Regions from separate parts of the Mus musculus genome. Here all the other regions are linked to region 2. The links are chromatin contacts, called in public promoter capture Hi-C maps. All regions are on one chromosome and are shown on one strand. The core of a region is the stretch at or near the end of the contact, and the rest is flanking DNA. Distances in the headings are between cores, read along the strand shown.

Evidence for each region. Promoter capture Hi-C pulls out the DNA fragments that hold promoters and counts their contacts. Capture Hi-C pulls out chosen DNA fragments and counts their contacts.
Region 1: a contact with region 2 is called in a promoter capture Hi-C map of pre-B cells. The contact joins the promoter of Actr3 here to the promoter of Insig2 in region 2. A contact is called at or near these places in 3 of 39 promoter capture datasets (cranial neural crest, pre-B cells and second pharyngeal arch cranial neural crest).
Region 3: a contact with region 2 is called in a promoter capture Hi-C map of pre-B cells. The contact joins the promoter of Slc35f5 here to the promoter of Insig2 in region 2. A contact is called at or near these places in 1 of 39 promoter capture datasets (pre-B cells) and 1 of 484 Hi-C or Micro-C datasets (Th1 cells).
Region 4: a contact with region 2 is called in a promoter capture Hi-C map of adipose tissue, with 3 times the contacts expected there. The contact joins the promoter of Nifk here to the promoter of Insig2 in region 2. A contact is called at or near these places in 4 of 39 promoter capture datasets (liver, maxillary cranial neural crest and pre-B cells), 3 of 484 Hi-C or Micro-C datasets (CD4 T cells, CD8 T cells and neutrophils) and 1 of 9 other capture datasets (adipose tissue).

The regions. Positions count from the first base shown.
Region 1 is chr1:125,434,172-125,437,205 of GRCm38.p6, forward strand. Actr3 (ARP3 actin-related protein 3) reads right to left here and starts at 1,556. Exons shown (of 12, transcript NM_023735.2): 1 at 1,114-1,556. The coding sequence starts at 1,157.
Region 2 is chr1:121,326,346-121,329,430 of GRCm38.p6, forward strand. Insig2 (insulin induced gene 2) reads right to left here and starts at 1,679. Exons shown (of 6, transcript NM_133748.2): 1 at 1,346-1,679.
Region 3 is chr1:125,559,535-125,562,772 of GRCm38.p6, forward strand. Slc35f5 (solute carrier family 35, member F5) reads left to right here and starts at 1,468. Exons shown (of 16, transcript NM_028787.5): 1 at 1,468-1,750; 2 at 2,741-2,831; 3 at 2,966-3,107. The coding sequence starts at 1,711.
Region 4 is chr1:118,320,362-118,323,340 of GRCm38.p6, forward strand. Nifk (nucleolar protein interacting with the FHA domain of MKI67) reads left to right here and starts at 1,482. Exons shown (of 7, transcript NM_026472.4): 1 at 1,482-1,636. The coding sequence starts at 1,532.

The sequences.
Region 1 (3,034 bases), core at 306-2,805, 4.1 Mb after region 2:
AAAAAGGTTGGCAACTATCCTCAAAACCACTGATGTATTTGGGGGATTCGAGATCAGACAGGCCTCTTCCTCCACCAAGGATTTCAACGTAGAACATAAAAAAATGTACAGTCTTCTCTCTAGGTCACTACCCAGAGCAAGTTGTAACTCTTGACAAGGTTCATTAATACAAAACCACTACTTTAAAGTCATTTTAGTCAACCACACTACTATCAGAAACAATTACTTTAAATCAAACACATTCCTTTATACCCCCTTTCAGTTTTCAAGACACAGTCACAAAACGAACGTGAACAAACGTTTAGGTTCCAGGGTGCGTCCCTTCTCTCCCCTCTGTCTCCCTCCGTGGACACACAAGAACATTTTTTTTTCTAGTTCAGACATATTGATACCTACCACTCATAATGTACTCTTTATGCAACCTGCTTAATTTTGAAAGTTCTAATAAGACGTGGTAACGTTCGAGACGAAAAACTACCTTATAAGGCTATAAAAGACGGAAAGCAGGAAGCGGCTTTGACAAAACTAAGGAAGTTGCAGCGCGCTTGCTCACCAAGGGACTTTTTTGAGGCAAGAGCTATAACCCCCGTGAGATCCTCCTCGCTGGAACTGACTTGGTTCAATGGGTAGTGGGAGATGGCTACGAATGGGTGTGGGCGGAAACCAGGCGGCGCGTGGGTCCGCTGCAAAAGCCCCCCATGCTAGCTTCCCATTTTCACAGCCTGGTTCGTCGCTCTCCCCACCCACACGCCCTAAGAGATCGAGAGTTGTCACCGCGATCTTGCAAAATCTGCAAGGAGCGCTTCTCTCTCTCTCTCTCTCTCTCTCTCTCTCTCTCTCTCTCTCTCTCTCTCTCTCTCTCTCTCTTTTCCTTGCTCCTAGGTCTGGAGGTCCTCGGTGGGTGCCCTGCTTCACAGGCAGCAAAGGGGAGAGAAGGGAAAGGACAGCCAGGTGGGCCAGACGGCCTCCTCGGAAAGGAAGGGCCTGGAAAAGATCTCTGTCCCGGGAGGCTCCCGGCACCACCCCTCGCCAGTCTGGCCGGCTCCCCCCATTCATCTCCCTCCTCCGCCCGTCCCCGGCCTCAGTCTCCCCCACCCCGAAGACCCGCCGTACCCCGTGCCACAGTCCACCACACAGGCCGGCAGCCGTCCCGCCATCTTCCTCCTCGCCCGCCGCTGCCGTCCGTTCCGTGCTGCTGAGAGGCCGGGGAGCTAGAGATGGGAGCTGGCTGACCATGCACCGGCCCGGGCCGCCCTCGGTCGGGAGGGAGGGAGGAAGGGAGGGAGCTGTGGGAAGCCCGAGCAGGAGCGAGTGAGCAGTCGGCTAGTACTTCCGCAAGCCCAGCAGGCTGGCCGGCCGGCAGGCTGGCTGTCCCCGCCCTACCCTGCCGCGGCCTCCTCCTCTACCCCTCCGCTCTCCGCCCTCCTCCTCCTCCTCCTCGCTCCCGCCCCCACCCTACAACTTCTTCCCCCTCGCACTGCCTTTCCGCGGGGAGCCAAGATGGCCGCCGCTGCCGACGCCCCGGCCAGGCCAGGCCCCAGGCCGCGATCGCTCCCACTTCCGGTTCCGGGTGGGAGGAGCGAGCACGCGCGCGCGTGCGTGCGATGTACTGTGCGGCCGCCCGGCCCCGGCTCCCTTCCGGATAGCCAGAAAGTCCACTTTGGGTTTTCAAATAGCTGGAAGCCCAGAAGCCAAGCTGAGCTTGAAGGGGGTCCAGAAGCGGCTACGCATGCGCAGTGGCGCGCAGCTGTGGGTCGCGGCTCCGCTTCCGACTTGCGAAGATTCCAGTTCGCATTTTCTGGCCGGTGGCAGCCCAGAAGTCAGGCAGTTATTTAGTTAGGAAGCTGGCTTTTGGTGGTGGTGGGTGTTGAGTGTGTTTCTTCTCTGCTAACTTGAGCCATGGGCAGGAGGCTTTCTACTGTGGGGTGAAGGGCTAATTGGAAACGTGGTCAGCGGCATGTCCCCATAATCGCTGTAGGTGAGCAGTCAGAAAAGGGATGTGTCCTGAGATTTATGTCAGTTATACTATTGCATTGTAGTTTGCAAGCTCCCCAAAATGGTGGGCCTTTGCTTTTAAGACAGGCAAGGATCCAAGACGTTAGGTTGAACAATAACAAACCCACCTTCTTCAGGGTTTGGGGATTCCTGTGTGTCTTCCAAGAAAGGCAAGTGTTGGATCAGTGACATGGCTTAGCAGGTAAAGATGCTTGCACTCACTAACCTGAGTTTGAGCCCTTGGAGATCCACATGCTGGAAGGAATGAAAAGACCCCCACAAGTTGTTCTTTGATTTTGCGCACATCCTCCCCCTCATAAGAAAATATAAAACAAAAATTAAAAAATCAAGTTTCCCAGAGGTTATGCTCTACATAGCCTGTACAAATGGCCTTTATTTGGGTTTTGGGGTGATGATAAACTTCTTTCAAGAGTAGTGAGATTATCTCCGGCCTTTAAGAAAGGCCAGTGTCCCAGAGGTTGTGTTCTACAAAATAGACTCTGTGCAGGTGGCCTCTATTCCGGTTGAAGTGACAATGAATTTCCTTCTGTGGAGTGCTGTTAACGTGATACCAACTTTTTCTAGTTGGAAAAAAAAAGAAAAAGAAAAAGAAAGAAAGATGAGAAAAAGATATGTATTTTTTTACATCACAGACTTAAAAAGTAATACTTTTAAAACTTGAATACATCAGAGTAACATAGAAAGCTTAAAGTATGTTGCTGGGTCATCTCCCAGGGGATTAGGCAAAATCAATGTGCAGTAGAACCTGAGAATTTACTTTCTCATCAGCAGGAACCTGGAAAGTTAATAGCTTTCCTTCCCAACAGGCTTGTCTTTTATTTATTCTTTAGCAATCCCATACATGTAAATGCTATATCTTGATTGAATTTACCCAGAACCTTCTCTCTGGCTCCCCTGGATATCCCAATGTATTCCTCCTCCTCCTCCTCCTCCTCCTCCTCCTCCTCCTCCTCCTCCTCCTCCTCCTCCTTTTCTCCTCTTCCTCTTCTTCCTCTTCTTCCTCCTCCCTTCCTGTCCC
Region 2 (3,085 bases), core at 429-2,928:
CACACAGCGCACTGCTTTAAACAGAAAGCACAGAAAGCTTAGTCCTTAAAAAATGTTATCTACTGCTTGGTGATAATTTTCTACACACAATAAAAACAGTGTTTTTACTGAACTGTCCTTTATCTTTTCCTTTTCAGTATCTCTATCTAAAACACAATTATCCGTTTTTAAAGCATCAAATTTCCCCGAATACAAAACGACTCATAGATTGGTCATTTCATAATAGATGCGAGCTGAATACTATGAAAACAAGTAATATCAGCGGTTACAAATCCAGAAAAAACGATGGAGGAAGAAAACATCAGTCATTGTTTTTCCCCCGCAGGTCATTAATTAACAGGGGACACCCCTTTATTCATTTTCATTCAGTAGTTCACTGTCTGGGCCAAACCCCAAAGCTAGGGGGGAAGGGGGGGCAGAGAGGAAGCCCCGCATGGAAGCCTTGGTTTTTTTTTTTTGTTTTGTTTTGTTTTGTTTTGTTTTAATCCAGAACTGGAGACTGTCTTTCATTGCTGTGGTCACTGAAACCAGCCAACATAAGTGTCCCAACAGTCAACTCAATTTGCTCTTTCTCCAAGAATTTCCTCATCAATCCTACAAAACAGTAAACACTTCGGGGTATCTATTTCACCCAACGACATAGTTCACACTACCCGTGAACAACTTTTCACTTAAGTTTTAACTCCTTTCGTGTCCCTAAACGCCATCCTCAGCAAAGCACTGTTTTCCTTTACCAGCCGGCTCATCCCCAAAGAACGACGCTAAAGCCCCACTTACTATCACCAACCGACTTCTAGGCCCTGGCAACAACTGCTTGGCAGCACCCACTGATACATACCTAAAAGGTATTCACTTCCGATTCACAATCCCTACTCTTCAACTCAGGAGTCCTCTTATTTCGGTAGATTCTAAACTTCCTACGGTTATGTACCTAATTTCCATCCATCTCCCATACAAGCCTGAGTCTTCCTCCCAGACTACAAGGCACCGAGTCCGGGCAGGTGTACACTAGACAGCTGGCCCATCTCTGTCCCCAAACAGACCTCCAGGGTCGCCCTTTCCGCTGTCCTCCAGCCTTCTTCCACTCTGACAGTCTTCCACTGTCCAGGGACCTCGGCATCCCCCAAAGCCTGTCCCTCTATGAGCCCGCTGGTTTTTCCCTAGATCTCGCTGACCTCTCTCCAGGTAAGCCGGGGACCCCTCGCCCCAGCAGGCCCCACCTGCGGGTCCTGGATCCCCCAACACCAGCTAGGAGTGTTGCCAGCCTGCGACGTTAAAACATAAACAGCTCCTCTTCCCAAAAGCCACCGCCGTCCTCGAGCCGTCCCCGGCCAAATAAGCTCACCTGAGCTCTGCCCGGAGACCCCCAGTTCACCCCCGCCTCCGCCATCTTCAGGGACCGGCCCCCGACCTACTCCCCTCCCACAGCTCCGCCTGAGCCGCACTGCGCCTGCGCCGCCCGGCGGCTTCACGCTGACGGTAGGGGCAGAGGAGCTTCCGGTTGCCTCTGCGCGCACTGCCTCCGCTCTGCGGAGACGGGGCAAAAGGACTTCCGGTGTGCCGGGCACTCCGGGCTGGAAGGAGGTGGGGACCCTGTCTGGGAGGAGGAGAGGCTGCGAAATCAGCTGTTGTTGGTGCCCTCGGGAGTCAGAGGTTCTGGATGGGCATCTGGACTCTGTGGGCGGAGTGAGGGACTCGTGCGCGCACGCACGCGCAGCCCGAGACTCCACCCTCTGCGTGGGCCGCAGTTGCCAGCCGGGTGACAGGCTCCACGGTTGTCGCCTGCAACTTCTTCCCGCCTTGGAGTGTGCCTCAGTATCCTTTCTGAATACGGATTAAAGGCAGCTCTTTGCATCAGCTCTCGAGAGACTTGGGTCAAAGACCAAGCAACACAAAACCTTATCACCTCTGTTACTGTCAAAATTTGACTTAAAGCGCTTCCTTCTTGAGACAGGGTCACACAGTGTATGTAGCCTTAGCCGGTCTGAAGCTACCCAGGTAGACCAGGCAGACCTCGAGAGCTACTTGTCTCTGCTTCCTCAGTGCTAGGATCAGAAGTGTGCGCCACCACGCCCAGCTAAGACCTTCCTTTTAGAACTGGAAACCATAATTAAGAGAATGGATAGTGTGCACGTTGGAGATGGTGCAGATGAGCTGTTGTTTTGGATGGAAAATGGTACAGAGAAGTTTTGTTTTCTTTATTCCTTGAAGATTTTAAGGACTTGAAGTTCGAGTGGGGAAGTGGAGTGCGAATCCGGGAGATGTGTCAGGGAAGTGGGGAGTAAATATAAAAATGCATTGTATGAAGTCCTTAAGGACTCTTTTTTTTTTTTTTTAAAGAAAAATTTCATACATATACAATACGTTTTGATCATTTTTCCTGCCCACCACTACATTCCTCTACAGAGTGTTTTTAAAGGCTAATAAGTGGCTTGATTACCACCTCTGGGCTGTTCACTATATCATCTTTTGGGGAGCTTAGCCAAAAATATATTATGCTTGTGGTCTGATTGCATTGGTCTTAAGGAGAGTTTTGTAGGAACTATGGGCCTAAAGTAATTGCTATAATTTAGCAAGAGAATGTCATTTGGTTAAATGCCTTTGTTTTCATTTACTTTGAACTAACAATCAGATGCATCTTTAACAGTTTCTGATCATTTTATCAACACATTTATTTCTTAAAAATAAGAGAAACTAAACTTGGACCAAAAGACTCAGCATGTAATAATATGGCTTTTCATGTATTTCTAATGGTTTTTGTCTAGCTAATCTTAAATTTAATTCCTGCAGGTTTTTATGCATAGTAATTGAAAGCCTAGGCTAATTATGCTGCACAGATGAAGAGTTTTATAAGGAAAAATAAAAATACACATGGGATAACCCATATTATCCATGATATGATATTTTTGTCAACTTGGCAGGATTGAGAATCGCTATGGGAATACCTCTGGGTGTATGTCTGAGGGATGTTTCTAGAAACATTTCAGGAAAGAAGGAAGGAAGAAGCACATGGATGTGAGCAGCCCCAATGGGGTCAAGAGCTGAATAAAAAAGAGAAAGCTCACTGAGCATCAACACTCCTCTC
Region 3 (3,238 bases), core at 218-2,717, 4.2 Mb after region 2:
TGGGGTTGCAAATGTGCACATGACCAAGCCCAGCTTTTTACATGGGCGCTAGGGATCTAAACTCAGGACCTCATGCTTGCACAGCAAGGACTTTTGTCCACTAAGTTATCTCTCCTGTTCCAGCAGTGGGTTTCTCAGTGACTAGAAGTGTTTGATGCCAGGAGTTTTTTAGAATCCGACCAGATCACAAAATGTCCATCTTAATTTTAGTCATAAGACTTTGTAGACAAAGTTAAAAGAGAAGGATGAAACACAGTGACTACATGAGAAAAAAATATTTCCTTGCCTCATTTGATAAAAATGCTAACAATGCAATTGTGGCTACAGAAGCCTTAAGTCTCGTGTTAATCTAAATATAAATCAGGATCCTGGCCAATTTTTCAATTTTATGGGAGCTTCAATACCCATAAAACAAAAACCCATGGTTAGCATCTGTGGAGGTCTTATGTGTCACAGGCTGAACTGATTTGTTTGAGAATGTATGTATACTGGGTGTAAACATACAGCCGAGGCACTCACATGGTTTTATGGCTTTGTTTTTGTTTTTTTCTTCCCATAAAAAAAGTGAGGGCCAGGGAGATGAATAACCTGGTCTACAACTTCTAACTGCAAGAATGAAGCTCTAGTTTACGGACAAAAACGATCTAGGAATCCAACGGGGCGCCAAGCTACACTGCCTGATTTTAGAAAGGGCTACTGGAAAATGCTTGCTTAAACACTGGAAGAAATGGTGCAGTCAGCTTTCGCTTCAGGGCGGGGCAGTGGGGAAGTCTGGCAGCCTTGCCAGGGCTGGGTTCTCCCTCTTCTAGACATCCCCGCCCTCTCCGCTCTGTTCTCTTCCCTTCTCTGTTCCTTCGCGCCACTGTCACGACTCCAAGCCACAAGCCTGTTCAAGGCTGGCGTCCACACTACGGCAACAAGAACCAGGAAACGTGCCCTCCCCCGGTCCGAAGTCGCGTCCGGCGTGACGTAACCTGCGCGCCCGCAGTCTTTGGGCTAGGGGGCGGGGCCGCTGAAGCTGACTGGACAGGGGCGGGGACTGCCGGGCTGTCTGGGGGGCGGGGCTCTGGGCAGACCACCCAGGCCTAGGGTATGGATTGTCAACTGGGGGAGGAGGCAGAATGGACGCCGGGTGGACGAACTGAGAGCTGAGCTTGACCGGTTGACTCACTGAGTGATGGGGAGGATGTCACCTAGTTGGTGGACAAGCTGGGGGCCTAGAGTCTCCAGGATGGGGTCCAGGGTACCCGGAGCGGTTCCTGTCTACCGGGATGCGCTGCCAGGTTCGCTACCCAGGGGCGGAGCTTGACTGGGATCTCGCCTAGCTAATTGCTCAAAGGGCAGCTCTAGGTGGTCAATAGGTCGGGGGTGGAGTCTGACTGGCTGACGGGCAGGAGGCGGGGCCTGCCGGTTGGCCAGCCGTGGGATGGGCTTGTTTGGCCAGCAGTGGGCGTGGCCTGGCTGGCTGACCGGCCGGGGGCGGGGCCTGGGCCGCGGCCGCAATCCGGGCCTCCAGGACTCTCGCTGCCAGCGCCGTCCGGTGGCCTGGGTCACTCCCCTCCGTCGGGGCCGAGTGCTGTGACAGCCGCGGCCTTGAGCCGAGGGGCAGCGCAGCTTCTTAAGTTGGGCTTGCTGTGGGGCACGATGCTGGGGTCTGTGCGTGCGGTGTGAGGCGGCGGCTCTGGGCGGCGGGCCGAGCCGGGGCCGCTCATGGTGCCGCCACGACTCCATCGAGGGGCAGGAAGGCCAGGTAGGCGGTGGGCCGGCGTCCGCGGCCAGGGAGGACGGGTCAGAGTTCTCACGCCCCTCACGAGGCAAGAGGCTGGGTTTTCCTCATGTCTTTCCCTCGCCAAGGGGCGGCTTCCCTGTGCCAGCTGTTTTCTGTCGTGACTGGGCGGGTGGGGAGCGAGGATGATCCTGGTTCTCACGTGAGGGGAGTGGACCCTCGCACATCACTTCCTGTCAGCGAGCTGAATCCCCTGGAGATGGGGGGGTAAGGACACGCGTGTCTAGACTGCCAGGGGCGGATGTCCTGAAGGGAGAATCTAGAGAGTTCTGTTTATGAGACTTCGAGGATCCGTTTACAGCACTCTTCAATGTGCCATATGTGGAATCTTCTTCTCTCTCTCTCGTTTTTTTTACCCGCCTGGTACCCAGGACCTCTTTGAGTATAACCTTTTATTTTTGGGGGGCTGGGAGGTGTCAGGTCGGGGACAGGTCTTAGGTATCCGAGACTGGTCTCAAAAATCACTTTGTAGCCAAGGGTAACCTTGAACTTCTGTCTTCTGCCTTACAGGCATGCACCAGCACACCAGGCTTATGGCCTGGTTCCGCACTCTACTAGCTGAGCGACACCGCTAGCATGGGATTTCTTGTTTGTATTTGTTTTGCTGTTGTTATTATTTTGTGACACAGTCTCATATGGCCCATGCTGGCCTTGAACTCAGTATGTATTCTGACTGACTTTGATCTTCTGATTCTCTGGTTTCCCCTCCCCCCACACCCCACACTTTCCAAGTGCTAGGATTATAGACACGTGCCACTGTGCCCAGTTTGGGAAGTGTTTGGGATGCAACCCAAGAACTCATGCATGCTAGGCAAGCATTGCACTACTAAGCTACATGTCCCCAGGGTGGCTTCTGTTGCATACATTTTGATAGTCCTTGAAGGTGAAGAGTGGAAAAGATGTGATTTTACACTTGAACTTTCCCTAAGCGTTATTTCTGTGGTGCTGTTTTAGGTGGGCTGAGTTCTTTACCTCCATTTGGACTGGGCTCTGCCCGCTTTGCAGGCATTGCATTTGAGGATCTCAGAGAAGCCCTTGCAACAAGGTAAATTCTCATGTTATCAGTAAAAAGCAGAGACTACTAGCAAATGTCTCTTGTTTCCTTGGGCTGGATTTCTAATTTTTATGTGGTTCTTCTCAAAGAGGCTCTAATGAGATCTCTGTTTTCTAAACTAACAGACTGCAAATGGTTTATGTGTTTATCATGAACCGTGTGAATTCCCAGAGCAGTGGTTTCAGTCAGCGCAGGCGAATGGCCCTGGGGATAGTGATTCTCCTGCTGGTTGATGTGATATGGGTGGCATCCTCAGAACTCACCTCGGTATGTATTTCTCCACCAATGATGTTGCACTGTGATAGAATTAACATGGACCTAGAGGATTTTGCTAATGATGTAGGATAACATATAGTGTCAAGCTATAGTATTTTCATGCTTCTAACATCAGTATTTTA
Region 4 (2,979 bases), core at 232-2,731, 3.0 Mb before region 2:
CCTCTTCCAGTGTTCCTTATGTCATAACATTCCCCAAAGGGGCTTAAGGAAGCCCCATCTCCCCAGAAGTTGCTCTCTTAGATAAAGGGCTTCTTTTTTTATCCACTGAGTCTCAAAAATATTTTGCTTAAAATAATCTTCAGACCGGGTCAGTAAGGTGGCTCAACAAGTAAAGGCACTTGCCACTAAGCCTGAGTCCCCAAAACCCATACCGTGGAAGGAAAGAACTACAGCAAGTAGTCCTTTGACCTAGACACATGCGATGCAGCACAAGGGTGCACACACCCATACTCACTGACAGGCATACACTACACACAAAATCAATCAACCTGTCAATCAATTAATCTATAAGTAAATAAACAAATGGAGAAAAGACAACTGTTTCAACATAAGAAACTCTTACAAGCTTCTCCTTTTGTTTTCTCAAAATTCCTATTGTGTTACCTAAAGAAACTTACTAGGGAACTCAAGAGATGGCTCTGTGGTCAAGAGCTCACAGTCCTTAATTCCAGTTCCAGTGTTCTGATGCCCTCTTCTGGCCACTGCAGGCACTGCACATATAGGGTACATATACAGGCAAAACACTCATCGCATAAAAATAAAATAAATGGGGACTAGACAAATAGCTCACAGTTAAAAGTATTTTCTGCTCTTCCAGAGGACTTGAGTTCAGTTCCCAGTACATTGGACATCTCTCAACAGCCTGAACTCCAAGTTCAGGAGATCCGACACCATTATTCTCTATGGTCATCTGAATTCCTGAACACATACCCACTCACAGACACAGGTGTATAATATCAAAAATATAAATAGGTGTTGGATTATGCTGTGGAGACTTCCATGATGAGGACTGGTGGAATTTCAAGTCCTGAACTTGAGAGACCTCGGGGACTGGTGGAATTTTTTTCTTGTAGGGCAGGGTCTGGCCACTCTCCCACTTTTGGATGGTTAGAAAACCATTAGGGACGTTGGAAAACATGCGGGGGTGGGGGGACTGGGGAGGTTGGCCACTGGATCTCCTCAGGCAGGGGCCTGGCCACTTTCCTGCTTGAGCGTTTACAAAGTTTACAAAAGGAGCCCACAGAGGGGAAGGCTTTTCCTGTTGCACGTTGGCATGAACAGGCAACGGGCATGGCTAATGTTTGAGACTTTAAATTTGTTTTTGAGTCCATGGAGCCCAGGCTGTCTTCGAACTATGTTTATGAGAATGGCGCTGAACTCCTGATCCTCCTGCCTCTACCTCCCAAGTGTTGGGATTACAGATGGGGGCAGGGGGCGTGGCTCCAGTCACATTTTATGAGGCACTGGGTTTCAAACCTAGGACTGAGAACAAGCGCTTCACCAACGGAGCCTTAATCCGATTTTAAATGTTTTTAGTTTGTGGCCAGTAGGTGGCGCTCGAGCTGCCTCAATTCTAGACACCGGGGCCTGCTCTTTTGCTACACTTCCGCCTCTACTTCCGCTTCCGAGACGCGAAGGAAACGTCACTTCCGAAGGCTCCGCGTGGATTGACTTGTTCGGGTTCTCCAGCATGGCTGGGTTAGCAGGCCCCGCGAAGCCGAGTCTGGCATTGAACCCGCAGGAAGACTCGCAGTTTGAGAAGGCTCTGACGCAGATCCAAGGGCGCACGAAGAAGGTGAGCGGCGCGGGGCGGCCGGGCTGGCTCGGGAGCCAACCTCTCACGGGCTGGGAGACGATGGTTCCAATCAGGGGACCGAGGCAGGTCAGGAATCGGTGTGAGGTGAAGGAGGAGGGGTACCACGTGTGGGAGCATGGCACCCCCAGATCTCAGAATGTGTTAAAGCTGCCACGCTTCCGCTTTGACCTGCAAAATGAGGGTTCATGGTCTACCGCAGCATTCGGAAGGTGTGTTATGTCCCCTTAGTTTGTAGTGCTTAGAAGACGGAGTAGACGTCCCGAAGCCCACGTCCTGGGAGGATCGAGAGTCAGAATACAGCTCAGGGTCAGAATTCAGAATAGGGCTTCAACCTGTCAACCTGTCGAGTTCAGTTTGTATGCAATGTCCCTAACGGAAGTTTATAGTCCCTTTGGTTTGCACCATGGAGTGCATTGGAGAGAACGACAGCTTTTCTTTTTTTATTGTTGTTGTCCTGGGGGTCTTTTGGGAGGGTCGCTTTTGTTACAGTGTCAGTATAGGGTTTATTGTAGCCCAAGCTCACCTCACATTTGCTGTGCAGTCGAGGTCTTGAACCCCCTATATCCACTTCATGAATACACTATAGGTCACCCGGTACCCTACCTGACAGGAAACAAGTTCTTGTTCTCTGGGGTCATAGTATGGTGATAGAGAAGGAGAGTCTGCACCATGAAGGTTAACAACCGGAAACAGTTAAGATTCGGTGTAATAAACTGCCAACTGCATTCGGAGTTGAAGGTCTTGGTTTCACAGTGTTACTCTGAACATGACAGACTGTTACTTGCTTGTCCATTTAGCTCTTGAACACATGTTGTGCTGACTGTTTTGTAGGGACAGGTGGGTGTGGACATATGTGTGCCTTGGTGTGCATCATGGTGCGTGCGTGTGTGGGAGTCTGTCTCTTGCAGAGTCTGTGGCTCTGTGTGATTGAACTCAGGCCTCAGCCTTGCTCAGCAAGTGCTTAAGGGAAGAGAGATACCAAACACGGAGTTTTTCAGTTTCTGCCCTGATAGAGTTATGAGTTTGTTCCTGGACCAAGGGGAAAGAATGGTGTTGAAAATTTGTTGCAGGCCAGGCAAGGTGACTTTTACCTTCAATCCTAGTGTTGGAGAGGCAGAGGCAGGCAGATCTCCACCTAGCCTCTGAAAGGACTTTAGGAAGCTGGGTGGCGGGGACACACACCTTTAATCTTAGCACTCAGGAAGCAGGGGCAGGTGGATCTGTGTGAGTTTGAGCCTAGCCTGGTCTACAAAGCTAGCTCCAGGACAGCTGGGGCTACCCAAAGAAACTCTGTCTCAAAAAAAAGAAAAAGACATTAGAAT